Linked DNA regions of Mus musculus: all the other regions are linked to region 2. Evidence: chromatin contacts called from public HiChIP or PLAC-seq and promoter capture Hi-C data. All regions are on one chromosome and are shown on one strand. The core of a region is the stretch at or near the end of the contact, and the rest is flanking DNA. Distances in the headings are between cores, read along the strand shown. Region 1 overlaps Gm6559 (predicted gene 6559). Region 2 holds the start of 5730596B20Rik (RIKEN cDNA 5730596B20 gene). Region 3 holds the start of Nfe2l3 (nuclear factor, erythroid derived 2, like 3). Region 4 overlaps Jazf1 (JAZF zinc finger 1).

Region 1 (7,277 bases), core at 2,901-5,400, 790 kb before region 2:
GCTGTGTGGTTGGGGACACAGGCAGAATGTTGCTTAGCCTCAGTTTTCTCATCTGCCAGATGAAGCAAATGCCATCGAGCCCACTTAATGTCGGAGCTAAAGAGATAACCGGTGGTTTCTTAGCATGCGATAGACGCTCAATGAATTTTTTGCTATTACCAGATACCATCCAAGCACTAAGTGACATCACCATAGCAACATCAAGATCCTTAGACTGATTATGTAGACAATTTAATTAAACACAAATTTAAATAACACGTATTCCTCTTTTAGATACTTGAAGAATCATGTCTGTGTGGACATGGATACAGCAAGTGGGCTTCTTGCTCTTGTATTTTATCTTATCTGTTATTCTGTCCAAACAAGGACGAATCTGTGGGCGTAGTAAATGAGCACAAGTCTTTACAAAAGCCTGTTCAGTCCGGAATGTCTAGAGCAGCTCCAAGCTCAGAGCCTTCCACAGTGTTATTACTAGGCTTCATAGTCAGTATCAGTCAGTCCTTCTGAAATCCCCACCTCCAAGAGGGACCCAGATGTTAAGTGTAGTGCTTCCCACACCTATGCCAAAGTGGAAACGTTGCTCGCGCTTGCTCCAGCAGCACATATACAAAGTGGAAAGTTGCTCAGTGTTAATGTGTTTCAGTACAAAGATGTTCTAGGCCACAAGCTCACATAGATATCTGGTTTACTCTACTTGTAATGATCTACATCAAGTTTGACCCCCTAGGACTCAAAGGCCAAGGTGGTATGTTTTGTGCCTATGAGGTAAGAATCGTTTGTTTTTAAGTGATGGGAGGGGTACCAAAAGAAAAGTGTATTTTATAACATTTCATGCTTATGCGAAATTCTAATTTCATTGCCCATAACATTTCCCACTGGAACACGGCCACACCCACTCATTTACATATCTATCGTTGCTTTCATCCCTATAAGAGTTGAGGAAAATAATCCCTACAGAGTGAGTTCTGGGACAGCCAGGGCAACACAGAGAATCCCTGTCTCGAAAAGCAAAAAAAAAAAAAAAAGAAAGAAAGAAAGAAAGAAAGAAAGAAAGAAAGAAAGAAAGAAAGAAAGAAAGAAAGAGAGAAAGAAAGAAAAAAAGAAAATGCATGTTAACAGGATCTAGATAATGATTTATGATGTACACTTGGTGACTCTGGTGGGGTGGGTGGGGACTCAGGTGTTTCTCAGGCAAGTCACGGAAGTTTTTCACTTGTAAAACACGGACAAGTCGCAGCAGAGTTCAGATAAGAAGTAGCCTCTGCGCAGAGTGAGTGTCCTGTGTCAGGCATCCGTGCGTCTTAATGTGTTTAGAAATGTTCCTCTTCCGTGCGCTTCAGGCCCCATTCCAAATTAGAACACAACCATCATCTCAGATAAGGATCTAGAAAGTAACCTGATTCTGTATGGCCGCCGCTGCCAAAAATCTTCAGTTTGTATCCTCTTCTAACTTCTACCTCTTTGCCATGATCTACCAAAGTCAAAGGAACCCACCTTATAACCACGCGACCAGCAAAGAGTAAGGTCAGAGAGCTGATGCGACTCACAATTAAATCTGACCAGTTAAGGAAAGGCCAGGCCACAGGAGCTGACAGCTCTTCCTGCCGTAGCCAGAACCCCTGCCGGAAGTCAAAGGGGGGGGGGGCAGAACCGCCCAGAACCGCCTGTGCATTCAAGAATTTCCAGTTTCTTAAGACACTCATTAGTGTCAGCTGAGAAGTTCAGAGGGATTAGGTTAGGGAACAAACATTGAAGGAACAGAGATTAGAGCCCGTGAGGGACGGAAGGATTACCCAGGAGCTGAAATGAAGGGGTTCAACCCCTAACAAAGGTAGTTTGGTTCCCTGTTTTCAGCCAGACTCTGAGAATGGCTAATGTCATAATGGCAAGCGCTGGGTCAAGATAGGAGAGCAAAGGCTGGAGAGATGGCTCAGCGGTTAGGAGCACTTGCTGCTCTTGACGAGATCCCAAGGTTGGTTCACAGCACCCACGTTAGGTGGCTTGCAACTGCCTATAAATCCAGGGAATCCAACACTATGTTCTGGCCTCTGCAGGCACCCACACTCATGCAACAACTGCACACACAGACACTCCCATGCATACGTAAATAAAAATTAAATTTAAAAGAATGTTTAATTCCATTTTTTTTTTAAATATGAGAAAGGGACTCCCTGAGGCTCTCCAGTCAGGTGACAGGTAACAGCTGATGTTCACAATCCATCCAATCAGCATCCACTCAGATGGCTAAGCCTTGTGGCGGACCTGCTTTACCCATTCTCCCAATATTCTGTCAATTATAAGCTAATAAGCACCAAAGACAGAAACTTTCATTTTAAAATATTCTGGGGTTTCTTGAGACAGAGCCTCATGTGACTCAGGTTAGCCTGGAATTCACTGTGCAGTTTACCTGCACTGGGTCGAGACCCCCCACTTTGCCTTAGGTGATCTGAAAGTGACTTCCTGTTCAGGGAGTAGCTGTGTGACTCCGTCTGAAAAGTTTTAGATGTAATGTCACCAGCGGTGACATATGGAGTGGCCAAGCAGGAAAGAAAGAAGGAAAGCTATGGCTGCACACGGAATGTGTGCACAGTGACAGGCATAGCAGAAGCCGCCACGGCAGACTCTTGCCAAAGACTCTAGGCCCGGGCTGCACCGAAAGTCTTTTGATGAGATAGAAGACAAAGTATCAGCGGTCAAAACATACAATTGTTTCCGGGACATATTTGTGTATGTGTCTTTGCATATACCCCAAGTCTCAGCATAGCTCAAGCTATGATTCAAGAGACTGGTGATTTGTCATGCTCAAAGCCTTGGTCTGCAATTCCAGCACCACGAGAAAAGGCACGCAGGTATCCAATCCCCACGCTCCGGAAGTGGAGGCAGGAGGAGCAGAAGTTCAAGGTCGGGGGGTGGGAAAGTGGGTGCTCCGTGGGTAAAGTGTCTGCCAGGGAGGAATTGAATCCAAACCCCAGAAGCCACCTGAAGCTCAGAGCAGTAGCACTCATCTGTGGCAGGAGGGGAAGCCAAGAATCAATCAGCCAGTCCAGCTCACCCAACAGAAGCCAGCAAAGAGACCCTCTGTGGAACAAGAAGAATGTAAGGACCAGCATCAATTTCCATCTGTCCTTCAACCTCCACTTGCTGTAAGCATGCTCTCTCTCTCTCTCTCTCTCTCTCTCTCCCTCTCTCTCTCTGTTTCTCTCGCTTGTGCTCTCTCTCTCTCTCTCTCTCTCTCTCTCTCATACACACACACACACACACACACACACACACACACACACACACACACAGAGTTCAAGGTTATCCTTGGCAATGCAGCAGAGGAATCACCTGGGTGCTTATCACGCATCCAGGTTCCTGAGTCCTAACTCCAGAAATTCTGATTCAATTGGGGAAGGGAAAAGAGGGTGGCAGAGTTCACAACCCAACCCGACTTGGAAACCACTTGGGAGAGGGAGTGTTTCATACCCACCATAGCAGGAGCTCAGGAGGTTTCCCTCTGTCAGCAAGCTTGAGTAACAAAAACACATGAGGCTGGGAACGTGCTAGGGACATATCAGGTAAGATTAGGATTTAAATATATCCTGGGCCTCTCCTTAAGGATCATATATGTAAGTCACAGTGTGTGTGCATATATAGAACGTGCAGGTGTAATTTAATTAAAGGCAGGGCAATCAAAGAGAAAGATTCGCACGTTCTTCCTTCCTAGGCCACTTAAGGAGTGAGGTTGCAACGAAAGTCTCTCTTTTTTTCTAAGACATTATGAAAGGGGGTTAGTGTGAACAGGGTCAGGGATCGGTAGAGACATTTTCCCTACAGAGTGGAAGGAGAGAAGCTGGCAGTCACAGAGAAGCTGGTGAAGCTCCAGGTCAGGACAAGCAGCTCACACATGCCCGCCCACCTGCTGTGAACCAGACCTGAGAGAGCACCAGCACCTGCCTGGCTACCGTGTGCCTAATCCCAGAGTTGACTCGAACAAATAACATTCATAGTCTATGATTAGACAACAGCTTTTCCAAATAGAAGCCAGTACACAGTGAGACAGGAAAAAAAAAAAAAAAAAAAAAACCCTCAGCAATCTGTCTGAAAAGTAATTCTGCGATCGATCAGCAGGTGTCGCTGTTTTGCCTACGTGAACAGGGCTCTTTGTTCTTGGCCAAGTTGCTCCGACGCTCCGCGTGCAGTTAAAGACGACCAACCCGCTCTCAAGCTTGTCCCCGAGGGACTTTAATTTGGTCCGAGACAAAGAAATTCCTTCCTCAATTTTTTAAGTGGAGAAATATAGTGAAATTATGCCCGTATTCCCTAAAAAAAAAAAAAAAAAAAAACTGTATTGACATGTCATATTGTAATTTCCAGGGAACCATATAAAACCAAGCTCACACTGGTAGCTGCAGGGGCTGAGATGAGGAAGTTGAGTTTTCGTTTTATAAGATAAAAAGAGTTGGCTCCAGCCGCATATGTAGCAGAGGATGGCCTTGTCGGTCATCAATAGGAGGAGAAGCCGTTGGTCCTGTGAAGGTTCTATGCCCCAATACAAGGGAATGCCAGGGCCAGGAAGCGGGAGGGGGTGGGCTGGTGAGCAGGGAGACGGGGGAGGGGATAGCAGGTTCTCAGAGGGGAAACCAGGAATGGGAATAACATTTGAAACGTAAATAAAGAATATATCTAGTAAAAAGATCAGGAAAAAAATATAAAAAGAGTTATTGGTATTGAACGTGGGGTGCCTTTAACACCACTAAACTGTGCACTAAAATGGTTAAAATGATAAATTTTATGGTATCTGCATTTTAAAGAGTTGGTTGTGAGAGCCTAGCTTTTGGGTTTGTTTGTGTTTGGTTTTGGTTTTGTTTGTTTGTTTGTTTTTTTTTTTCAAGACAGGGTTTCTCTGTGTAGCCCTGGCTATCCTGGAACTCACTCTGTAGACCAGGCTGGCCTCGAACTCAGAAATTTGCCTGCCTCTGCCTCCCGAGTGCTGGGATTAAAGGGGTACGCCACCACGCCCGGCTGAGAGCCTAGCTTTTAATGGCTATACCATCTCTCTAGTCCATGTTATGTATTTTTTATCACAATAAAACATTCGAATAAAATGAACAGAACAGAACAAAGCAAAACCAACGCTAAGCCTATCTCTAACCCTCCTTGTAAGTCACGTTCATGAATTGGCAACATGAGCCTAGAAAGCAGATGAATTCCAGAGATGAAGTCTGCCATCTGGTGCACAGGATGAATGGACCCCTTCTGTGAAGAACTCAGAAAGCCCGTCCTGAGCAGAGGTCAAACGTCTCCTTCTGGAAGTCCTAGGGGTGGGAAAGATACCGAAGACAGCATTTAAGCTTGTGATGGACTGAGCTTACATTTAAAGAACCCACTGTGTGAAACAGAGATCCTGGCCTTTCCCGTCATATCTGCTCCTCTAGAACTCCAAACTTAAAAATCCAGAAAAGAGTCAGTACTATTTGCTGAGCCGCCCCACCCCATATGATAATATATGTTTATTTAGACCCAGTTTTCAGCATATCCATATGGGCCTAGGGAAATGGCATTCCTTACACCCAAGTAGGTCCAAGCTTGCTGGGACATTACTTCATTAGCTTGTTTGTTTAAGACAGGGGTCTCTCTACATAGCCCAGGCTGGCTTTTCCTCCGGCCCAGCTCTTCTGGGAAACCTGCTCATTCAGGATCTCTGATACAGTAGTGCCCCAAACTAAAAACCCCTGCCCTAAGAACTCAAAATATTATCTGAAGACACTCAAAATTCCACTTAAGATTCTAATCCAATCGATCAAAGCAAATGCTGTTGAAAACATGCATCTTGAAAGGAAGCCAGGGGCTAGAGAGATAGCTCAGTGCGTAAGGGTACCAACTGCTCTTCCAAAGGTCCTGAGTTCAAATCCCAGCAGCCACGTGATGGCTCACAACCATCCGTAATGAATGCGTCTGAAGACAGCTTCAGTGTACTTATTTATAATAATAAATGAGCAGGGCTGACCAGAGAGAGCAGAGGTCCTAAATTCAATTCCTAACAATCACAGGAAGGCTCACAACTACAGTGTACTCATATACATAAAATAAATAAATCTTTAAAAAAAAAAAAGGCAGAGCTTTAGACTTTTCCCAGCGGAAGGCTGCTGGAGACTTAGGACTTTCTTCCTCTGTGGGTGGGAGGGGGGGCCTGGGAATCGTTTTCTCTTGTATTCCAGAGGACACTGCTTTTGGGGTCATTCTCTTGAATATCCTCCCACCCACATTCTGGCTTACAGTGCCCTAATACATGACCAGAAGGATCCCCAGCCATGTTGGATGTGTAGAGTCAGCTGTGCTGACCGAGGATAGAGCCTTTCACTGGAAAGTGTGTCCATCAGTGGTATCATGCCATAACCTCCCTACTTTTAGCTCTAAGGTGAATACTCACCTCCCCTGCTGCCCCTTTCTGGAGCCTGTAAGAAAGTTCCAGCTGGTAAAAGGTGCTAGGGAGGTCACCCACAGCACGCACAGCAGATCTGTGAAGTGTTAAAACAGAGAACCACTCCAGGCATCTCCCAGCTAAACTCTAGGCATGGAGGACCACCTGGCTCTCTAGGGAAAGAACAAGTTTCTCCATAGAAACCCAGCTCATGGCCAAAGAGAGAAGAGGTTGGAGACCCAGAGGGAGAGCTGTGAAATCTTCCCTTCCAAGAATCCTTCTGAGGACCAAGCAGCCTACTAGGACCTGGTCATTGTTTCCGATTGTTGGCCTGCAACACATTGTGCAAATACTTAGGCCTCCATTTCTTCATTTGGAAAATGGGATTAAGCGTAAGAAGCTTATGAAGACAACTCAGTTGGTAAAGTGCTTGCTATATAAGCTTGAACACCCTGAGTTCTGTCCCAGAACTTGCATGAAAGCAAGCAAGCAAGCAAGCAAGCAAGAGTAAGCCAAGCTCAGCAGACTCTAAAACCCCAATGCTGGAGGTCAGACACAAGCAGATCCCTGGGGCTCGACGGCCAATCAACCCAGTCTTAAGTGAGTTCCAGATCAGTAAGGTTGTGTCTCAATTAAAAACAACAACAACAACAACAAATGGGTTGGCAAAAACCGGCTCTGTAGATTGGAGCACTTGCCACCACACCTGACAATCTGAGTTCAGATGTGCCCTGGGTCACATACCATGGACTGATGTTTTCTCTCTCTCTCTCTCTCTCTCTCTATATATATATATATATATATATATATAACATTTTAAAGCTAGGTATCACCTAAGGAATTACAATGGAGGTTATCCTCTGACCACCAC
Region 2 (7,638 bases), core at 5,126-7,625:
TGCTACCGACCCCGCCTAGCTCCCCAGTCCTAGGCCTGCCCCTCCTTTCTTCACCCCACAGAAGCCTCTGTCCAAGGCCAGAGAGGAGCAGGACTTCAGTGCTGTGGTCCTCTCTTGGTCTGCGGAAACAGCCTGGTTAGCCTGCCCTTCCTTCCTCTAAGGAGCGAATCAGGGGCTTCTTCAAGGAGAGGACAGAGCTGCAGAGCCTCCTGCTTGCCTTGCTGGCCTGAACTTCCTCTCTATTTTACTCGGCCAGCTTATTTCCTGGCCCATCAGACAACAAGCTTCCTGTGAGCGGGTGCCACTATCTTGATTCCTTCAGTCGCTGGAAAATGTAGGAGACCTAGTGTATGCATGCATCCTGCCTGTGTGACCAGCCATTAGCTTCTACTAACCAGTTTTTCAGTATCTCCCAAGAAAAGAGTAACAGATTGGTATTGTCAAACTGGAAGGCCTTCTCTGACCAAAGGAGACTAGACCTCACTGGAGATACCTAGTTCTAGCTACCAGACCCTTACAGAGTCTTGGTCATTTGGTTCTCAATGTCACCATGAAGGCTGCCCCAATTTGGACCATTGCATTTGTGCCTCCTGTCCTCCTTGGCTTCCCAAATACCAGTTCTGGAGGAGAGAGCAAAGGAAACCAGAGAGGAAGGGGCCAAGGTAACCTAGAGGCTTGGAAACCCAAGTCCCTGAGGCTAAGGCTCCCCCACTGGAGTCCAGTTCCCAAAGCCCCATGTGGTTCCCATTAGGATGACAAGCCGAATCCCCTCCCCCAGGGGATGCCCGGCTGCCTCCTGCATTGTACTAAGACTGAGCAAGGCCTTCCCAGAAGTAAGGCAGCCAGTCCATCTGCTGCAGAAAACATTGGCTCTGATCATAGACCAAGCATTGATTCTGACCCGGGGGATGAGTGGGCCTGCTTTTATTCTGCCACGTTTCAGTATGGGGAGGATGCCACTGTTTGCCCAGGAAAAAAGGAGTTGTGTGCTTAGAGAGACAGTGGTCCTAAAGATGGTTCTATCTAGAGGTCAGAATTCCCAACACTGGAACAAGGAGGGATTCCAACTTCACCAGGCTCAAACCGCCTTAGAGAGGCCCAGAGGGACTTCAGTCAGATTTATGTCTGAGGGATCCTCTCACAGTAACCGTATCACCTTCCTAAGTAGCAAAGATTCTGGAAAGATTTGTTTTCCCTGGTGTGTGTGGGGGGGGGGGGCGGGGAGGGCACATTTCTGGAGATGTTTCTCTCCTCCTAGGCTGGCTGTAATAGCTAGAAGTGGCTTGGAGCGTGGAGCTGGTACAAGGCCAGAGGCCCCACCTCCTAAAGGCATTCATTTACCTGAGCTGGAGCCGCTGGTTTTCTGCTTAGTGTTCTGCCTTGACTCTTTCATCCAGGGAAAGATTTGTTTGCCCACGGTGGGAGAGTTGAGCAGGGGGCTCTTGGCTGTGCTGGCAGGGGTAGGGTTGCTGTTGGCACTTTGAGGGGGAGAGACAGACGAGGGAGGCGGAGGAGCTGCAGGGGTGGGCGCAGGGGGCTGTGGTGGGGGCTGTGGAGGCTGGGGCGCTGGGGGCGCTGCCTGGGGAGGAGGTGGAGGCAAAGGTGGTTCACCCAGGCCTGGGGGCTGACTAGGAGGGCCGCTCAGGGTGCGCAGACAAGCTTCGCTCAGCTCATGAGTTTTGGGGTGGCCCCCAGCGCTGGCGGGAGACTGGAGGGAGCAGGCAGGTCGATGGTACTCAACGCCATCGGTGCCCAGAGCGGCGGACGGCGCGTATGGCTGCTGACTGGCATTGTAAGCGAACCCATTGGCTGCTTGGTAGGGGTAGCCACCGTAGATCGCTGAGCTGTCGTAGTAGGTCGCTTTTTGCATCGCGATGTTTCACGATCGTGATCACACTCTCTGACAAGGGCTTGACACCCGTAAGGGAGCACATTGGCACGCCCCCGCGGTCACGTGACACTCCGCCGCCAATGGCCGCCGCGCGCAAACCTGAGGGAGGGGGGAGAAGTGCAGCGCGGTGAGGGCTCCGCGCAAATCCATCTTACTCTCAATAGCTAAGTGACATGAAAGCCATAAAAGAAAAAGTGGTCAGCAATATTTAGCAGCACGACGTGGCCCCGGGCGCAGGGAGCCGCACTATAAAAAGCTGCTGGAATTTACTGGCAGCTACAAATATTTGCTTAACTTGCGTCTGGAGTTGGGGGATTTTCCGCGGAGCAGCAGAACCAGTAAGGGCTGGAAGCTGGGTCTCTGGAGCCAAGGTCCAAAATGAGACAGGGTCTGGAGGCTAGGTTGGGGTCTTTCTTTTCCAGAAGAAGCTGTGGCGTCCCTTTGTAGAGGCTGAGGCTTTCTGAGATCTTGGGGGAACTCTCAAAAGGGCAAAGGGTCGTCATTTTTTCTCCAATCCTCCCATAAGGATTCATATTTGCCTCAAAGATCTATGATGGTCAGACTTCCTTCCTAGCCAGCCTTTGCCTGGAACTCTCAAAGGAGGTTTGCACACACACACACACACACACACACACACACACACACACACACACACACACAGGCAACTACCCTATCGGATCATGATGGAGTTTGGAAGCTGAGTTTGTTAGACAGTTAGCCTGTTCTAGTTCAGGGAAGAGGACCAACCGCCTCCAAATGAACCCTATAAGGTCAAGAAGAGTGTGGAAGAGAAAACTTTTGAAGAAGTTTCTCTCTCTCTCTCTCTCTCTCTCTCTCTCTCTCTCTCTCTCTCTCTCTCTCACTGTGTGTGTGTGTGGGGGGGGGGGGGTCTTCCCAACTCCACCCTCAAGTCACAACTCAAATCTTGTAACTTTCTATACATTTTCTCCCATCCTGTTTTTCAGGCAATTTGAAACAAGCCACTCCAACCTCTTTTTCAAAGTTATAGGAGGTTCCCTGTCTTGAAGTCTCCTGCCTTGGATTTTCTGAGGTGCTGCTATTCTGGGCAACTATCAAAATCCTACCTGTTAAAACATGATGGATTAGAGAAAAAAAACAACCCACCAGGAACCTGAAAAACCGGCGTTCATCTCCATGACCACGGCTTGAACTCTCCTTCCAACTTAACGATAATAGGTTCTGTCTTAGAAACTGCTATGTAATTTGATGTATGGGGGTCATTTGGCTCCAGAGGAGGCATGGAAGCACAAACCATAAACTCCTGCCAGACTTCCCTGATCTTTGTATACTTTTGTTGGTCATATTTGTTATTTGGTCCATTTTCCTGCTTCAGAAATACTAAGTAAAGAAAAACATCTTTTTAAAAAACCCTAAAAGTCTCTTATTTAAAAAATACTTTATAGAAATGAAATCTGTGTTCTCCTGGTTTTCAACTTCTGCATGGTAAATTTCTAATTCTCAGCAAGAAAAGTTCCTTGGAAGTCTTACATGTTCACACCCAGACACACATTCAGAATGCTAGTCCCTCTGACCATTAAAAAAGCTATAACAATAAATCTATGTAGATAATGTTTAACATTTCAAAGCCCTAACTATGGCCATTCAATCCCAGAGTTATCCAACTTTTCTAGAAGTACCAGCTGTCAACCAGGAATATGTGTGTGTGTGTGTGTGTGTGTGTGTGTGTGTGTGTGTGTGTGTATCAAGCATCCACCAATGGGCGATTACAATTTTGTTCTTAATAATGAACCCCCTTAGATTTCATCATTAAACCAACAATCTGATCAACATCTGGAAAACAGGCACAATTAACTTTCCAGAACCTCAATAAAAATTACAGCAACACTTATCCAGAATTATTGTGTATGGTCATGAAGCCTGAGTGTTGTTTCCCTTTTGGAAATATCTAGGAAGTTACAGATAACAGCATGAAAAGTAAATAAAGGGTAAAATAAAATTTAAGAGTGAATTACAACTTAATGTCTACTTTTCTAGTTCTTACACTGAAAACAGTTCCCATTACATTTGGCAGCATTAATGTCTGTCATTATAAATTTTTGAGGTACCAAGCTTAATTAAGGTAAACGTCGGGTTAAGAAAATTACTCTAGACATTTGAACAGCAAAATATTAGGTAAACAAAATGAAGTTGATTTTGAGCATGCGGTATTTCTAGTGACTTTCTGAGCCATTAGCACAGGCTATACCAGCATACAGCTTGCTTAAGCCTTTTTCCATTGTACTGTACATGGTCTTGTAAAAATAACAAAAAATATCTTTAAAAATCAAAGTGCCTAGGGCAGCGTCCACAAACTTAAAATATGAATTCAGCTCAGAGATCCCATTGTTTGAGGTCCGCAATCACCTTGGAGTCCACACAACCCGCCCCCTCCAGCCCCCAAAGTTTCAATCTAGTAAATAAGTTGGAGATTTGCCAGCCAGGAAACTTTGCTTTGTCCCCCTAAGCAAGGGCTGAGGGTGGAGGGAGATTCCTTCCCGACGCTCTGTTCCTGGACAATAACCTCCAGGTGCAAGAGCTGAAGCGAGTTGAGGAGGCTGAACTGAGAACAGGATGCAAGAAGCCCTGTTGTCTCTACACCACAAGGTATGCCCAAATTCGACACCTTCAGTCTCTGCTCCCTCTCCTCCCCTCACCCGAGTTTGAAAGGGGACGTCGAGATAGAAGCCCCGGTTCCCACTCCACTCCTCTCTCTATCTCTCACCAACCCAGAAAAGTTGATGCTGGGCTAGGGAAGAGGGGAGAGTGGGGGCGGGGATGGGAGCGCGGCCTGAACTGAAGTGTGAGGGTATCAGTCACTGCCGGCGAGGAAGCTCCGGCTTGTGAACTCTTCTTGAACCGAGATTTAAGTCTGCAGCCATAAATCACTGAGACATACACTCCACCATTCAACGCTGAGAGCGGCCGGTAGTGGCCCCGCTTACCTTAACTTCTGACGGCCGCCGCGGGCTCGGGCTCAGGCTGCGGCCCCGGGTCCCCTCGGCGCGGGATGCCACCGACCCTCAGCATCCGCCGAGCCGGCGTGCGGGCGGGCGTGCGGGCGTGCGGGCGTGCGGGCGTGCGGGCGGGAGACCCCAAGGCCGGGACTCGGCGGAGAGCCGGACCGCTGGCTGCTCCGGCGGCTGGCCCCCGGCGGACTGGGGCGGCTGGACCCCCTCCCCTCCCCTCCCCTCCCCCACGCCCGCCCCCGCCCTACCCGCGGCCGCGGCCCCAGATAAGCGCTGGCGCGGCCGGGCTCCGCGGGGCTAGTGGCACCGACTTGGGTATGTTTCTTATGAATACTGCGCCGAGCAGGGGTCGGTCGGGGGGTGCGGTAAGGGGTGCCGGGGCGGGCGGGAGGGGAGAGCAGAGCGGCTAGGGAAGCGCCGGCGTGGGGGGATGGGGCTGAGGCGAGGGGAGGAACAGGAGCAGAGCGAGCTCCGCGGCAGCGGGAGGAGGGCGGCCTCCCCCACCCCACGCCCTCCCTCTCCTTCCTAGGCGTCACTAAAGTCCAGGAAAATTATGCTAATGAGGACAAACGGCTTTCACAAAGGGGCTCTCTTGTGGGGTTCTATTTTTTAAGAATCTGTCTGAGAAACCACGCAATTCCCTGCCATGGACATTTTCATGGGGTGGGGGGTGGGGAAAGAAGAGAAGAAGAAATGAGTTGCCCTGACTTTGGGCAGTTTTCTTCACCTGCCGCTCCCAATACAGACACCCTAAAGCCAGTCCCTGTGGTGTAGGGCCTATTTCCAGACACCTCCCAAATGCAATTCAACTGCCTTTGGTTAAATTTCTAGGCTTAACGGAAGGAAGTATCCCAGGGAGATGGACAACTGTCCCTACAGTAAAATGAACCTTTGTGGGCTCAGGCACACACAAAGATATTCAGAAACTTAAGTCTCCACCTCTTGTGTACCCATTGCACAGTACCGGCGGGCACGGAAGCAGGTAGTCCATGAGGAAGATAGCTAAGGAACCAACACAAATGGACATCCGGGATATTTCACCCTCTAATTAGTTGAATGGCCTTCCTTTTGCTTGGTTGAGGAAAAGCCTACATTTGCTTGGTAATATGCCACAACGTTAAAGAGGATGGGGTCGTTCCCAATGCCCCGTTCAGCTTCCCAGCTTCAGAAACAAACTCCTCCAAAGCACGGGGGGGGGGGGGGGCGGAGAAGAGAGAAAAGGAGCTTTCGTGCAATTCCGAGGCGTCAACGAGGGTCCCTCTCAAAGGAAGGTGTTAAAAATATAAGTAGTATGTTTAAACTGTCAGGGAGCCAAAGTGTCACCTTAGAGCAAAAACAAAGCCAGGGGGGAAAGGGAGAAATCAAAAAAGCACTCCGGGCCAGGGTGGCCTCATGCATACCAATGGTTTTTGTCATTTATGGCTGGGCAAGATTTATGACTCGGCTCCCCAAAGCTGTAAACAGAGCACAAAACAGCAAACACTTGCTCCTTATGGCAGATTGCAGCGGCGCAACTTGAAAGGGAAGAGCCCGGGACGTGTAGGAGGTGAGAGCCGGCCGCAAAATCCGCTCGGCCGCTTTTTCTCTTCAAACCCTCAGGGTCGGATGTGGCATTTGAAGAAAGAAGGCGTGGGTCAATAATCAACCCGCACTTTCTCCTCCAAACTGCTGACGCGACTCTCACCGCCTTCTCAGCTAAGCCAGCTGCAGGGAAGGCCGTGAGAACCAGACCTAGGAGTGGACTGTCTGAGCCAAGGGGGCTGAGAGCGTTGGAGCAAAGGGCTAGGGCGTATGCAACGCATACCTTTCTTGCACCACCAAATCAAGCAGCCCGAGTGCCAAGACCAGGCCGGACCGAAGGAAGTGCAGGAGCCGCGGGAGAGCTCAGCTCCGTGCGCCCTCGACTAGCACCTAGGTGGCTCTGGGCGGTGGGTCCCAGCCGGCAAAATAGAGCTCTGATTTCAATAAGCGGGTCTGGCGTCCTGGCACATAGATTGCGGGTACCCGCGGCTCATCTGAAATCCAAAAGGCTGGCTTTGAAGCAAGCATAGGCGAGATTGTTAAAATTAATAATTTATAATAGCAAGGTTTTGTTGGCTTGTTACTGGGTTGTGATCGAAGATTCGCTGCTATTTGATATCCATTTCTAGAAATTGCTCACTGCCGCTTTCCAGGCGAATCCCGCAGTTCCACAGCCTCTCCCAAACCACCAAGCTTTTCTTTGCTCAGCATCCGTGGGCTTCCCCATCTTTTCTAAGTCCCGTGATTTCCAGAGTGACCAGAAGAAGCGTTTTCTAAGGCACAGAAGAGTACTTGTAGCAACGGGGTGCCTGATGGAACCTTTCTGCCATTCAAGGGGTGTCCTGCCCATCTCTGAGGGGGCTCACCGCTCCAAGACTCTCTGTGCAAGCCAGGGAGGAAGGTGAGGAGTAACTTTTGGCAAGAAGTATCGTTAAAATCCAAAGATGGGGAGGGAAGGTATTGAGGAAATATGCTGGCCTATGAAGATGAGGATGGAACTTTGAGAGTCCAGGGGACCAGTCTTTCTAATAGCTAATCGTTTGGCCATAACCTGGGTGGCTTTAGCTCTTTCCTGGGAGGGGAGAGAAAAAGCCAACTGTGCTCTATGAAAGCAGTTATTGGCTTCTTACTGTGCATGCTTTTTATACAGAACCAGGCTGGAGAGTCTGTTGTTAGATATTTATTCTCTTGTCGGCACTGAAGCCACAATAAAAAGATGCCTCTAACAAACCTTTACTC
Region 3 (6,622 bases), core at 1,321-3,820, 740 kb before region 2:
GGCCTCAAAAATCAATCTGTCTGCCTCTGCTTCCTGAGTGCTGGGACTAAAGGTGTGTGCCACCACTGCCTGGTGGTATCTACCCTTTTAACTAATTAATTAATTAATTAATTAATTAATTAATTAATTTAGTCTTTCTTAGACAAAGGCTTACGTAACCCTGTCTGTGTTTGAACTCTTGCCTGATCCTTCTGCTTTTTCATCCGAGCTCCCGGGGTTGTAGGTGGACAGCAACCACCACATACATCTGTCCAGTTTATGTGCTGCTGGGAAGGAACTCCAGGACTTGGGCTGTGAATATGGCTCACTGGGGAAAGACACTTGCCACCAAAGCTGCTAGCCTGAGTTCAATCCCTGGGAGCTATTACGGTAAGGAGGAAACCAACCCTTGCCATCTGTCAAACCCGGGTTTGTGCATGCTTGTCAGGCACTCTACCAACTGAGCTACATCCCAACCATGGGGGAAATGAAACATTTTGGGGGCACCAACTATGTATAAGGTTCTGAAAGTTGCTACCATGACTGATGGCTCATCTATATTCTTATTTGGTTCACAGCATGTACTAGAGAAACCCATAAGTCACTTACATCACAGTGTTTTAGAACTCAAGTGCCATCCTTGTTTCTAAGAATTTCACAGATTTATATAAAGGGAGGAAGGGAGAGAAGGAGGGGAAGGAGGAGAGAGGGAAGGAGGGAGGGAGGGAGAGGAAAGGAGGAAGAAGGGAGAGCATCTTACGCCCCTAACGAGCTCCAAGCTACTGAGCTCAGGCGTCCCATCTCATATTCTTCGCAATCTCCAACAGCACACGAGGGAGAAAATCAGTCTATAAAAAGCTGAATGTGGCAGACATTTACTGAGCCAAGATCATCCCAGTATCACCCCCATCCCCATAAACGCACCCTCATTCCCAATCACTCAAGACTTAAAGCAGAAACACCTTCTGCCTGGCATGGCAGTACACTTCTTGTCATTCTCATACTAGGGAGGCAGGGGGTTGGAACATATGAGTCCAGCCAGGAATACACATTGAGACATTGTCTCAGAAAACCAAGGACTGGATATGTCTGTAGCTCTGGGCAGTCTATCCCTAGCAACTCCTAAAAACAAAAATCTTTGCTTCTACTTTTGCTGGACAAGATTTGTCATACTAGATAGCCCCTGGGGAGAGAGAAAAGGAGGAAGGGAAAGAGGGAGGGAGGAAAGGAGAGAAGGAGGGAAGAAGAGAGAGGAATGGAAAGAGGGAGGGGAAAAGGGAGGGAGAGACCTCCAGGAAGAAAGAGAGGGAGGGAGGGAAAGAGAGAGAGAGGAAAGGAGAGAAGGAAGAAAGGAGAAAGGGAGGAAGGGAGAGAAGGAAGGGAAGGAGGAGAGAGGGAAGGAGGGAGGGAGGGAGAGGAAAGGAGGAAGAAGGGAGAGCATCTTACAAATTTTCTAAGTTGACAAACCCTAAGTGGGGCTAGGTTCCCCAGGGGGAACCAGGAGGGCTTGGTAAAATCTCCACTTGCAAAGCCCATGTTGGGTACTGTGTAGGTACAAAGGTGAGCCAAACAGGTTCCTGGCCCTCAAGAGTTTACAAGAGTCAAGTCATACTAACCCTCGGCCTCTGTAAACCACAAAGTAGAATAGGCCAAGTGCTGCAATGCTGGCAGCTGGGGAAAGCTCTGTGGGAGAACAGATGGGAGAGAGATTAATCCCATATGCTGAATATTCAGAGGATGGAGCTTTAGGGGGCTACCCCTTAGAAGATGAGGGGGCAACAACCCACAGATAATAGAGTACTTCCTGCCTGTGCTTGATGGTTTGCCCGAATCTCCGGAAAGACACATAAAGTGAAATTTTGCCTAAGTTCAACCTAGAAAGCAGTGTTGGGGCTGGTGGATTTGAACACACACAAGTCCTGTAGAGCTGGTATTCTCAGCCCTCAGGTATGAAGCAAAAATGCCATGAGAGAAGACTAACAATTTGCAAAGTATGTCTAGGGAATAGTGAAGACTCTGTAAAGGTGTAGATATGTGCATGTGTCTATATAATATTCTTTCACTGAAAAGGAGGCTTGGAATCTGTATCGATTCCTGACTTTCGTAGATTTCATCTGATCTCCCTGAATCCCTATTTGGGGTACTATTCTCCTTGTTTTGCCGACAAGGAAACAGAAACACTGATTATTAAGAAACCCTCGCTGTCTGGTGATGGGGGTGCAATCTGAATTTAGGGTCTACTCCTCTTACCCTCCGTGCTGGCCAGTAGTTGCCCACCTGTGACCACTTGTGCTTAGTGCTCAAAACTGGCTACTTTCTCCCTAGTTTAAACATCCTTGTCTCCTCCCAACTTCTCCAACTTTCCTCCACTCCCACCCATAGGTTTTTTCAGCTAGAGTGGTCCAGGTCACTACCACAGGGCTGCCAGGGGCATCTGGGAGCTTTAAATCTGCTTCCATTCCAAAATGCTTTGAAACTCCTCCTATAAAGAGGCCTGGAGCCCAGAACAGATATGAGTGTGTCCCAGGGGCTGTGCCTGCGGCTCGGGGCGGGGCGAAGTTTGAAGGGGGCGGGACTTAACTGTGGGCGTTGCCAGGCAATGGGGCGGGTTCTGAGAGCTGGGTGTTGCAGGTGTCTCCTCCGCCTCTCTGGGTCCCCGGCCGCGCCAGGCACTGTGTGGGCAGCCGAGGGAGCGCCTTTGTGCCTGGCTGGGGTGAGGCTGCAACGGCCCCTTGTACGCCCTGGTCCATTGTCTTTTCGGCTGGTGCCACAGGGGCGGCTGTAGTGCCAAGCCGGGTGGACACAGGCATCCCCGGCGCACCGTGGGAGATGAAGCTCCCGAAGCCTTGGTGGGCGGGCGGCGGCCTCCTGCAACTCACGATTCTGTTGAGCTTGGTAGGGCTCCGTGTGGACCTGGACCTCTTCCTGCCGCCGCCGGCCGCCGCACTTTGGGAAGAGCTGCTCCCACTCTGCCCCACCCGCCCCGCCTCGGCTTCTAACCCCTTCTCGGCTTCGGAAGGCTGGGAACGCACCCCCCTGCTACCTGCCAAAGGCCGGCTGCTGCACGAAGTGCGCGCGCTCGGGGTCCCCTTCATTCCCCGCACCCGCGTGGACGCGTGGCTAGTGCACAGCGTGGCGACTGGGAACGCAGACGGGGCCCACGGGCTGCTCGGCACCGCCGCCTCGTCGGCCGTGGGAGACGGCGGCCAGTCAGCATCCGCGGGCGGCGGGGACCCCCGAGCGGCTCATAGCAGCCCTCTGGCCGCTGAGGAAGAGGAGGAGAAGGCGGCCGAACCGACGGCGCAGGTGCCAGATGCAGGCGGATGCGGGAGCCAGGTAACCTAAAAAAACGCAAGCGAGAAGCACGTCTACGCCCTCCAGGGCAGAAAGAACTGGCCCCGAGCTCTAGGGTCCCGATGACTAGGCAGGGTCACACCCGGGCTCTCTTTTCTCCCTACTCTAGGTAGTTACAGGTTGCGGGACAAATGTGCCCCGCCTCCTTTTGAATGAAGAGGGTGAGTTCTGGGGATTTGCTTTTAGGGAAAGTGTATGAAATCCATTGCGTGCAGAGACCACCCTTCCTTGTGTTTGATGGCTGTGGAGGGTATTTTGGTAATGGGGAAGCTAGAGGGAATGGTGCTGTCTGGACGTGGCCTTTAATCGTACCCCGAATGCATTAAGATGCCTTGATGGGGAACCTGTACCGGAGTAGAGAATATGAAGGAGGCCTCAGCCCCTGAGAAGATGTGCATCTCTCTGAAGAACCACGCACCTAAGCCGAGACACGATCCTTGCCCTGAGTTTAAACGTTTGTGGATGTGTTGTTGTGCTCCTGGACTAAGTAGGCTCGGTGTTCAGTGCAGGTGGTCTCTCTGTGATCTACCATCCCACCCTTGCCTGAGAATACTCCCTAATGGGACGTGTGAAATCCATAATTGACATAAACATGACACGTAGTAAGTTCCCTTTGGTTGCCGGTGCTCCCCTGCAGCTGAACTTTTTGTTTCTAAACAGTTCTGCAAGATCTGTGGGCGAAAACCTCAGGAAAGACCTGGCAACTAAAGCGCTCCTGTCTCCCAGGGGGTGCGGGTGGGGGGGGGGGGGAACTGGCTCCCTTTTAGGCCCAGTGCTTGAGGTTAACTGATGTCAATCCACAAGTGTTTGTAGGAGGTTGTTTTTGTGAAAAGCAGTCTTGTGCAAAATGGGAATTGGAACTAAACTGGTTTGTTTGCGGCTGTTCAAAATCACCGTTTGTGTAGGCAGTTGTCTGACGGGCTCCTCCACCCTTTCTTGGAGGGGTCATTGCGAGAGGTGCTAGTGATTCATTGTTAGGCTGTTCTGATCCCTTCCTCCTCTCTGGGAAGGGAGCTAATAGGGTGGGGGTTAGTGCTAGCGGTGATAGGCCCCTGATGGTTTAGAACTAACAGGAAGCCACTCCCTCTTCCAGTCTATGGATCTGAACTCCCAAGAGGGAAGGGTGTCACCCGAGGAGAGGCATCTCTCATTTTAGGAGAGTACCTGCTACCTCCACACCTTTTCTGGTCCTGCAAAGTGTGACTTTGAAACCCTGGGTGGATTCTGTACGAGGTGGTGCCACACCAGTCTCACAGCCAAATGTCATCCAGCTTGCTAAGTGTACAGACCTTTGAAGGGAATAGAAGATTTTCTCTCTGAAGGCTTCCTTCCTACCATTGCCTGGTTGATACCTATCTAGACTGGTGGGCTGGTTTTGGAGGCAGCTCTGATGGCCTGGGAACTGAAACACGGGTTTAAAAACTTGTGCAAGGTACCAGAACCAGCTAGTTATGGTGGGCAGAATCTGAACCCAGGCGTCCGGCAGCTCCTCCCTCTCCCTTCTTACCCTCTGTGTCAATGGTTCTCACAAGGACGACCTGGAGTCTGTCTTTCTTCGAGGAGGAGAGAACAAAGCCACGGTGGTCCCATGCCCTCCAGTCTTCCACCAGACCCCCAGCAACTCTCTTGACAGTGCCTTCCCAGGCTGGGCTGCAGGTGCTTCTGCAAGGCCAGGGTAACCGTGTGGGGGTTGTTTCTTTTCAGTCAAGCTGATCAGTTGCTGAGGCCTTTCCAGCGCCATGGTGGAAATGCCCTGTACTTGTCTGTCTGTCTGTCTGTCTGTCTGTCTGTCTGTCTGTCTGTTCTTGAGGAAACAATACCCAAAGAGGTCAGGAAACTCGGCTGAAGATATGCAATAGTTAATGGCGGAAGTGGACTGAGAACTGGATCTTCAGTCTCCCAGACTGGTATATTAATTAAGTACCATGCATGGGTTGCGCTCAAGCTCTCCCCATTAGAGTGCGTCTGCGATGGAGTGAATTAGCTTCTTATTCAGCCTGGCTCCTTGCCCCAAGACAACTGCTTTCTGGTGCAGAATTTGTTTGTGGTATGTTCAATTGGGGTTTGTTGTGGTGGTGGTGGTGGTGATGGGTGTTTTGTAATAGAATGTTGGTCTTGAACTTGCTATGGAGCCGAGGATGATCTTGAACTCTTGAGGTTTCCCCTTCCCCCTCTAATATAAGATTACAGGCACGAACCACACTAGCTTTATTGAGCATTATTGACCAGGCTGGCCTGGACCTCTTACTCCTCTTGTCCCAACTTCTCAAGTGCTGGGATTACAGGTGTGTGTCACCATGCCTGACTTGCATTTTTTTTTTAAAGACAGATTGTAGGCTGGAGATCTCAGTGGCTAAGGGCATTTGCTACCCTTGCAGAGGACCCAGGTTTGCGTCCATGCACTCACATGGTGGCTCACAACCATCTATAAATCCAGTTCCAGAGGGTCTGACGCCTTCTTCTGACCCCTGAGGACACTGCATGCACAGGGTGCACAGACAGACATGCAGGCACACCACCTCAACACATTAGGTAAAAATCACATACACAAACACACAGAAAGAGGGGAAAAGCGGGCTGTGCATTCATAATGAAGACCGTGACTCTGGGGGAAATGGGCTAGAGACATAATGCCATTCCCCATGGGCCCTTCGAATCACTCCAAGTCCCAGGGGCTCACTACAAGTGGGAGAGTGAAGTTTTCCTGGAGGGGAAAAGCAAGGGTTAAGTGCCAACAGGGTGTCTGAGTCGCCCTTGTTCTTTCCCCCTATATTTGAAATCTGCAGTTGAAAACATTTATTGTTCTCCTTCAGACTTGTCTCTATGCCCAGCTTGCTTATTAGGGAGTGGATGCGTATGGCCGACACCTGATAATTCCAGTGACTTACATTTGAGTCATAGAAGAGTCTTGTTTTAGAGTACAATTTTCACAGCTTTTATATGCATATACAAAAACATTTTAGAATAGGGGATTTTTCAAAGTATCAAAAGCAAGCACTGCTTTGATTTCATTTCTTAGACGGACAAATAATTATGAAAACAGACCCTGGAATTCCCCAGAGCTGACAGATACCTTTTATAACCATGGCTGTTCACTTAGAACTGACGAAGCCCAGGCTCAGCACAGGGAAGGATGGATCCTCAAGAAATAAAGCTATGGTGGCAGGAGAGATGGTACAGGAGTTAAGAGCACTTACAGCTCTTCCAGAGGTCCCTGGTTCCATTCCCAGCACCTACACAGTGACTTACAACTGTCTGTTATTCCAGTTCCAGGCGAATCTAACACCTT
Region 4 (7,714 bases), core at 986-3,485, 650 kb after region 2:
TGGTACTGAGAAACAAAGCCAGGACTCATTTATTCCATGCCAGCCTCACACCACTGAGCTAGCTTTCCAACCTCAGGAATAATCTTTTCTAACACAATTCCTTCTTGTTCTTCTTTATTCAGACAACAACAATACAGGAAAAGTTTTCTGATGTAGAGAAGGTATAATATAAAATAGCTTTGATTATTCAATAATATATCATATATACATTGTAACATAATTTATAAAATATATTATTGATAACTATTTTATAGATAAAAAGTATAATAAATACCTGCTTACTAAATATATCCAATCTAGCTTTCTATCATTGTTAAAACTTCAGTTTTGGACAGACGGGCGGACGGACAGACGGACGGGTGGATGGGCGGACGGACAGCTGAGCAGTGAAGAGCATGCGCTCCTCTTGCAGAACACCTGTATTCAATTCCCGGCACCCCCCACACTGGGCAGCTCACAATGTCCGGGGTACTTTGATAAACACTTGAATTCACATGTGCACACAGTCTACCCCACACACGTACACATAATTAATAAATAAACAAATCAATCTTTAAAGCTTCTCAGTTGCTTCAGGTTGAGCAGAGTGAACGCTTACATTTGGGTGGGACTGACCGTTATGTGCTGGCCAAAAGGATAGATGACAAACAAAACACACACAGACCCAGAACAGCAGCTTCTTCTGGGAATCGGGAGGAGGGTAAGCAGGCAGCCCAGGAGGCAGAGGTTGCAAGACGACCCTGATCCTTGGCCATGAGCTGTTCAGGAAACACACAGGCTACAAGACCTTCGAGGTAGCACCATCCAGAGACCAGAGGCTGCTCTGTGGACAATACTTAGGATGGACGATCCCCTCCCTCTTCCCTCCCTCCCTGCTCCCTGTTTCTCTTAACTCTTAAAACAGCACTATCTCGCCCTTGATTTAATCACTTAAGTGAAATCCATGCATCAACGTTAGGCAGCGGTTGTCACAAGCAGGACTCCTCTCTCCGCTGCCATGTATTTTCTCAACAAATGTGGGGATTTTCTTCAGCCCTGTGAAGTATATGGTCAGTTTTACCACAGTCAAAGTCCTGACTCACTTAGGGTCCAGTAACAAGCCTTACAAGTCACAGGTCAACATATACTATCAGTGAAGCAATTACTCTTTAGCTCCAAATAAATTAAACCATGGTCTTTTTCATTGTTGATGTTAAGAATAAAGAAGTCCTAAGGGCTCCCCCTGCACAGCCCTGGGCTTAGAAGGCAGACCTGGAAACTCCCTGCTACCCTCCCCTCCCTCCAGCTTTCTCTGAACAGGGAACAGTAAGAGCCGATCTTACACATGGGTTTCATTGTTAATTTCACGTCCATGTAAAAACAAATGGACAAAACAAAGAGCTGCTGTTTATGAGATTTTGTGGTATAAAACTACAAATGGCTCTTCCAGTTTTCCTGTTTTGTCTTTTCTGAAAGCAAATTAAATTAGCATAATCCTGCTAATAAGATGAGGTATAATTCTTTCCATAAACTGGAAGTTTATTTTATTTTTATTTTTTGGCCTTTTCAAGACAGGGTTCCTTTGTGAGCCCTGGCTGCCCTGTAACTCTCTGTAGACCAGGCTGGACTCTAAATCAGAGATCCTCCTGCCTCTGCCTCCCAAGTGCAGAGGACATTAAGGGCATGTACCAGTAACACCTGGTTGGAAGAAATTTAAAGATGGGAGAAAAGAAATTGGCTCCAGGACCTCTTGGAGTTTTGGCTGCAGTGTCTGTGCAGTATACACACAGCACTGCCTACTCACTGAGACACTGGGAATCTGCATGCATGGCCCTAACTTGATTTGCTTGGTCCTCTGAGGTTTGGAAAACCGTTTACTCTTTCTGGACTTGGGCCCCTTATTACAAAGCAGACATGATCCTAAGATCTCACAGAAGCTGTTGCCATGACCTTAGAAGGTGAACGCAGGGGAAGTACTTGGCCTACTTAGGAATTCTCATCCGAGAGTCTCTGGGCATGGCATTTCCATGGATATTGGTCCTCTCTGACCTTCACCCCAAATTAAAAGAAGGTACTTTTAAGTCTAACAGCCATCTGGTGAGCCAACTCCCACACAGTCCAGAGAAGGGCTGTGGTATGTAGCTATATTTGCAGTTAGAAGGCTCCATTTTTCTTTACTTTCCATTACAGAAGTGTTCATGCTGTGTGAGTGAATGCTATATATGTGCAAATTGCAAATCCACAAAGCCTGGAAGTGGATGTTAGATCCTTGAGAGCTGTAGTTATAGGATGCCGTATGTGGGTGGTAGGAATTTAACTCAGGTCCTCTAGAAGTATAGCAAGCTCTCCAGATGCAATGAGATGTTTTGTTAAAGCGATTTATCCACTTAGACAGTGACTATTTTGGGAGCAAAATAGACTCCATACAGTGGGCTATCCCTTCATATAATGTATGTGCCTGGGCATCTGAGAGGTACAGATTTCAAGTTTCACAGGCCTCGGGGGCTGATATTTTTCCAAAGGATTTTTCCCGTTTTTATTGAAAGAGTTCAGTTGAATTGCTCTAAAGAGCATTAAATCACATTCATGGGAGGCCATTGGCTCAGGCTGAGCTCGTGCATTAGGCTCTGGCAGACCAGAACAACTCAGAGCGCAGCCGCTCCTGCTCGGTGACACTAATCCAACTGAACCTTTAACCGGTCAGTCTTTCATAAAATAGGAGACTTACTAACCAATTAAAAGTGGTTTTTCTTGAACCTCTTGATGAGAGAGTCCCTCTGCTTAACCCTGGAAGGGAAGTAACTTTGCACCAATCTGCTTTGAAGTCGCCCTTGCCCTTTGAAGCCCTTTTCTGCCCACAGGCAACCTCCTCATACCACCAGACCAACTGTTGTCTGCAGAATGGGTTGCCGTGCCACCCCAGAATTGCTAATAAAAGCCAATTAGGTCTTCCAGGCTTTTACAAATGCGCGTTTTGCCTTAGTGCTCTGTTTTCCAGGAGGCCGCCCCTTTATGACTGTGTTTATTCAGCTATTCAGAAAGCACACACATGAATAATCTTAAGAAAAATGTTAGAAGATCTGTGACTGTTCTTGTCTCTTCCTCTTGCTGATGGGGAGCTTGTGAGTGCAGAAATCCTTGGCAAAGGAGACTGCCCATGTGTGCTGCCGTGCAGAGTGTAAGGTAGTTGGTAATTGTGACAGTTTAAGCATTTTAATAAAGATACGTTTTTAAAACGCACAAAACACTAGTGTGATGCGTCTGGACATTTGCTGTCTTTTTCACTGACTTCCTCCCATTTTTTATAGTGATTATTGGTAAGTCACAGATTTTTTTTTAATCTTGTCTTCACATAGTGCTTTAAAACTACAAAATGGGAAAATGAGTCAAGGGAGAAGAGAGTTTTGATACAGCCTCTAAAATCTAGTTTTGTAGTACAACTGACGGGGCAGACAGTAGCTAGGAGGCTTTCAGTGCTTGCTAAGGCTGGGCACTGCTAGGTGGATGCTAAGGCTGGGCACTGCTAGGTGGATGCCAAGGCTGGGCACTGCTAGGTGGATGCCAAGGCTGGGCACTGCTAGGTGGATGCCAAGGCTGAGCACTGCTAGGTGGATGCCAAGGCTGGGCACTGCTAGGTAGATGCCAAGGCTGGGCACTGCTAGGTGGATGCCAAGGCTGGGCACTGCTAGGTGGATGCCAAGGCTGGGCACTGCTAGGTGGATGCCAAGGCTGGGCACTGCTAGGTGGATGCCAAGGCTGGGCACTGCTAGGTGGATGCCAAGGCTGGGCACTGCTAGGTGGATGCCAAGGCTGGGCACTGCTAGGTGGATGCTAAGGCTGGGCACTGCTAGGTGGATGCTAAGGCTGGGCACTGCTAGGTGGATGCTAAGGCTGGACACTGCTAGGTGGATGCCAAGGCTGGGCACTGCTAGATGGATGCAGCACGGTTATACCGAGGCCTCCTTCCGCTGGAAGGTTGGATCCAGCCCTTCCAGGAATGGAGGCTCTGCGGCGGCGGCGCAGATGGGAGGCTACTCTGCATTGTGTGCTGGTACTTTTGCTGTTCTCTAAGCTGAGGAGCAAAAAGAAATGTCCCAAAGCCACTGTGTAGTAATCCTTTGAAATGAGTTTGTATTTCACAAGATCTCCCAGCTACCTTAACCCACATCCTTCACCCCATACACAGCTCCATAAATGAGGGAATTTATAGGTTATTTGGAAGAAAAAGAGCAGGGTATTTAAACTTTAAAAAAATGTCACTGTACTTAACTGTTAATGAAGTGTTGTGTGGTGGGGCCTCCAGCTCTTCTGCTGTTTGTAGCCAGCAGCCCTCATTTGCATGCCCAGGGCAAGCACTAATCCTTACCATCAGCTGCTCCCCAGAAAAGCATTCACCCCATAATACTGTTCATCCTGCTGGTTTATTTAGCAAAGCCTTTCTTCCCAGCATACACAGGCTTCCATTTCAGGCCAAGCTGATTACCCCAGATTCCTAATTAGTGCTAATTAAAGCTTTAATGGATAGCAGCCAGAATTTAAAAGCATGCCACCTCCTTTAAAGACCCATGGCTGGTTCAGGGCAGGAATGAGCCAGCCCCAGGACTTCCCATGGAGTGACACAAGCTCCTGGGTACCTTGGCACACAACATGCAGGCCACGGCTGGTGACCTGGAGCCTCTCCATCCTGTTTTCCCAAGGAAAGCAAGCTGCTTGCTCCAATCAACCTCTAAATGTCTACTGAAGTCAGGGATAGTTTTCAAGGAGGACATCATTCAGTATTCCCGACAAGGTCAGCCTCAGAGCGATTTCCCCACTCTTGTCATGGCGGGGAAACAAGACAAAATACCCTAACTAAAATAATTCTGAGGAGTCCAGTAAACCTTTGTTGGGCTGGAAAAGCCTTCTCATACTGACCCTGCTGCAGGGGAATAGCTCAGAACATTCCTGGTATGTCAAGCCCGAAGGCAGCAGTCTAAATCTACCCTTTTCTTATACCATCTCTGCAATGTGCAAGCTGACTCATCGTAAACATGGCCAGACTGAGTCATCAATGTTCACAACACGGAAAGAAGAGAGGATCTGGAGTTTACCATGAGCTCATGAGTGCCCAAGGAGATGCTGAGTCACAGGGGTTCTGAGTCACCAGCCTGGCTGCTGGGAACTGAACTTAAGTCCTGTGCTAGCTTGGCAAGTACTCTCAACACGAAGCCATCCCTGCAGCCCCACATCTAGATTTTGAGAACATTCTGTGCTAGGTGCTTTGCTCCCGAGACAGGGTTTCATGCTGTCAGACAGATCTCAATCTTACCATCTATAAGTAGACAAGGATGGTCAGAATTTCTCATTCTCCTGCTCCCACTTCCCATCTGAGGTTAGTAGAATATGCCACCACGCCTAGCTTACGTGGTGGTGCTGGGGATCAAACCTTTTGCGCACACTTGGCAAGCTCTCTCCTAACAGTCTGTTTAAATTCCCACAGCACGGTTGGCAGCGGGACCTGTGTGAAGACCACTGAAACAGAGATCTCTTTCTGGCACAAGGTGTCCCCTCCACTGTGCTGTTTTTGCTGCTAAGGAGAATTTTGTTTGGAAGTGCTGAGACTCAAGTGACAGTGAGACTCCAAGGGTGTGTACAAGGGGTGAGCAGTCACACCCTAGAGGAGGAAACATGGAGGGCTAGCATGGAAAGGTGGGAGAGGGCTAAGGCCGAGTCTTAGGCAATACCCCTGCTTCTTCAGAGGAAGGCAAGCCGTCCAAATGATTTCAGAGATAGCTTTAAATTTTTTTAAAGGTAACACACCTTTTATTTGCTGTGTTTTTGACGACTATTTGGGGCACAAATATAAAAATAAAAAATACATTTTTCCATTTTTCCTGTGTGTGTTGTGTAGTGTGTGGTGCAAGCTCAGTAGGGCTCATGTGTTCAATAGCACATGCCTGTGCTCACGTGGAGACCAGAGTGACTGCCGGCGTTTCCTCTCCTCGGCTCCTGCCTTGCTTGGTCTTTACCTGGACCTGCCTTGTTTGCTGCTCCTCCTCTGCCTTTCCTCCTCTGCTGGGGTTGCTGGCATGCGCAGCCACACTGGGGTTTTTACAAGGGTGCTGGGATTTGAACTCAGGTCCTCGTGCTCTCAGAGCAAGTAATCTTACCCACAAAGCCGTGTCCCTAATCCCAAAAACTTACTTTTGTAATGAAATCACATGATTTATTCATGTGTTTGTTCAGCTGTTTTGCACAAAAATTTATTTTCTTTCATGGCTGGGAATGGTGGCATGGTCTGTGGCCTCATCATTTGGGAGGATGAAGGAAGAGGACATAAGGCTACCTAGGCACACAGGGACACTGGTTTACAACCCCAAGAGTAGCAAGCGAGAACAAACAGAAGCAAAGCTCAGCAGGGATGGCTGTCTTCCAGCCTGGCTGAAGTACATGGGGTATGGAAAATGTCAGTGTGGGCTCAGGGCTTGGTCAGTGGCAGGCTTGGTGCAATAAGGAGCTGAAACTTCATCTCAAAATGCCCACAAACCACTAGATAAGTAAGAAACTCTGGGGCGGAGGAGATGGTTCACTGGATAAAATACTTACTGCTCAATCACTGATGGCAGGAATTCAGTTCCTCAGCCCCCATGGAAAACTGGGTGTGGGGCCATTTGGTAGGGGGATGGCAGACAGACCTAGTTGCTTGCTGGTCAGCTGGCACAGCCGAAGTGTCACCCTTAAGCTCAGGGAGAGACCCTGTCCCAAGAATAATGTTAAGAGAGACAGAGACAGAGACACCTGACACTGACCTCTGGCCTCCACAAGTGCATATACACGTGAGTGTGCTCACAGGTACAAATGCATATACACGTATACACACGTGCACATGCACGCACAGTCATACATACACACAAACTAGCTCTCATTTCAAAAGGAAACTCCCACCTACTTGTCAATGGCTGTAGATGATGCAGAGAATGACTGGTGTGTAAGGTGTTTATTTTAAAGGCACCAAAGATGTACTTCACATTGTCTGGTACATAGTTTCTTATAAAATATGTTTCTTGGTTATTTATTAAAGTTTTCTACATTCTTGAAAATTTCATGTTTGTATACAATGAAACGTGATCACATGCTCCCCCTTCCTCCAGCTCCTGCCACATCCCCTACAGCAAGTCCTCCTTCCAGCTTTGTGTGTGTGTGTACACAGTAAGTCTAATTAGTGCTGTGCATGGGTGTGAAGTCATGCTGGAACATGGTAAACCTAATAATGGAATGTCCTTAAACAAGGATTCTCCCTCCTTGAGCAGTGGCCAACTGCCAATAGCTCCCCAGCATGGGGTGGGGCCTGGAGAGCACCTCCCCTCTCTATACCAAAATTAGAGCAGTTCTTATGTAGGGAATGGTTAGTTTCAACTGTCAATGTGATGCAATCTAGAGTCACCTAGGAAGAAGGTCTCAGTGACAGACTATCTAGATGAGGCATGGCCATGGGGGACTGTCTAAAGCATGTTGAGATGGGAACATCTACCCACTGTAGGTGGCTCCATTCCCTGGGCTCAGGATCCTGAAATATGTAAGAATGGAGACCTTAGCGAGCTGAGCTCAAGTCTTCCTTCATTCTCTCTCTCTCTCTCTGCCCTTGACTGCAGACATGACTAGCTACTTCCAGCTCCTGCCTTGACTTCCCTGCAGTGGAAATGTGAGATGAAATGAACCTTTTGTCTTCTAAATTGCTTTCTCACAGTGACAGGAA

What was found. Promoter capture Hi-C pulls out the DNA fragments that hold promoters and counts their contacts. HiChIP or PLAC-seq counts read pairs in DNA pulled down with a chosen protein or histone mark.
Region 1: a contact with region 2 is called in an H3K4me3 HiChIP or PLAC-seq map of craniofacial prominence, with 3 times the contacts expected there. The contact joins the enhancer-like site here to the promoter of 5730596B20Rik in region 2. A contact is called at or near these places in 4 of 39 promoter capture datasets (the 3T3-L1 cell line, the C10 cell line and cranial neural crest), 6 of 115 datasets of contacts at active chromatin or transcription factors (astrocytes, bone marrow-derived macrophages, craniofacial prominence and 3 more) and 2 of 9 other capture datasets (adipose tissue and liver).
Region 3: an H3K4me3 HiChIP or PLAC-seq map of stem cell-derived neural progenitor cells shows a contact between it and region 2, with 4 times the contacts expected there. The contact joins the promoter of Nfe2l3 here to the promoter of 5730596B20Rik in region 2. A contact is called at or near these places in 4 of 39 promoter capture datasets (hematopoietic stem and progenitor cells, liver, pre-B cells and 1 more), 1 of 115 datasets of contacts at active chromatin or transcription factors (stem cell-derived neural progenitor cells) and 1 of 9 other capture datasets (embryonic stem cells).
Region 4: a contact with region 2 is called in a promoter capture Hi-C map of embryonic stem cells, with 2.8 times the contacts expected there. The contact joins the enhancer-like site here to the promoter of 5730596B20Rik in region 2. A contact is called at or near these places in 4 of 39 promoter capture datasets (the C10 cell line, cranial neural crest and embryonic stem cells) and 2 of 115 datasets of contacts at active chromatin or transcription factors (astrocytes and pancreatic cancer cells).

What each region holds. Positions count from the first base shown.
Region 1 is chr6:51,380,036-51,387,312 of GRCm38.p6, forward strand. The region is part of intron 1 of Gm6559 (predicted gene 6559); the gene reads left to right. Among named protein-coding and RNA genes, the nearest start is that of Gm6559, 4.0 kb to the left of the region's middle. Within about 2 kb of position 4,151, at least 50 of the 459 cell types and tissues checked have an H3K27ac peak or open chromatin away from gene starts, as enhancers often do. A contact at or near this core is called in bone marrow-derived macrophages and craniofacial prominence, where this site is marked.
Region 2 is chr6:52,170,780-52,178,417 of GRCm38.p6, forward strand. 5730596B20Rik (RIKEN cDNA 5730596B20 gene) reads left to right here and starts at 6,376. Exons shown (of 1, transcript NR_163848.1): 1 at 6,376-7,638. Hoxa3 (homeobox A3) reads right to left here. Exons shown (of 5, transcript NM_010452.3): 4 at 1,342-1,990. The coding sequence starts at 1,870. LOC115490409 (a long non-coding RNA gene) reads left to right here and starts at 4,400. Exons shown (of 2, transcript NR_168044.1): 1 at 4,400-4,516. It overlaps Gm15050 (predicted gene 15050), which reads left to right and starts at 2,102. Exons shown (of 2, transcript NR_152256.1): 1 at 2,102-2,229; 2 at 2,857-3,280.
Region 3 is chr6:51,430,099-51,436,720 of GRCm38.p6, forward strand. Nfe2l3 (nuclear factor, erythroid derived 2, like 3) reads left to right here and starts at 2,571. Exons shown (of 4, transcript NM_010903.2): 1 at 2,571-3,315. The coding sequence starts at 2,809.
Region 4 is chr6:52,820,681-52,828,394 of GRCm38.p6, forward strand. All of the region lies in intron 2 of Jazf1 (JAZF zinc finger 1), which reads right to left. Among named protein-coding and RNA genes, the nearest start is that of Gm52904, 26 kb to the left of the region's middle. Within about 2 kb of position 2,236, at least 8 of the 459 cell types and tissues checked have an H3K27ac peak or open chromatin away from gene starts, as enhancers often do. A contact at or near this core is called in embryonic stem cells, where this site is marked.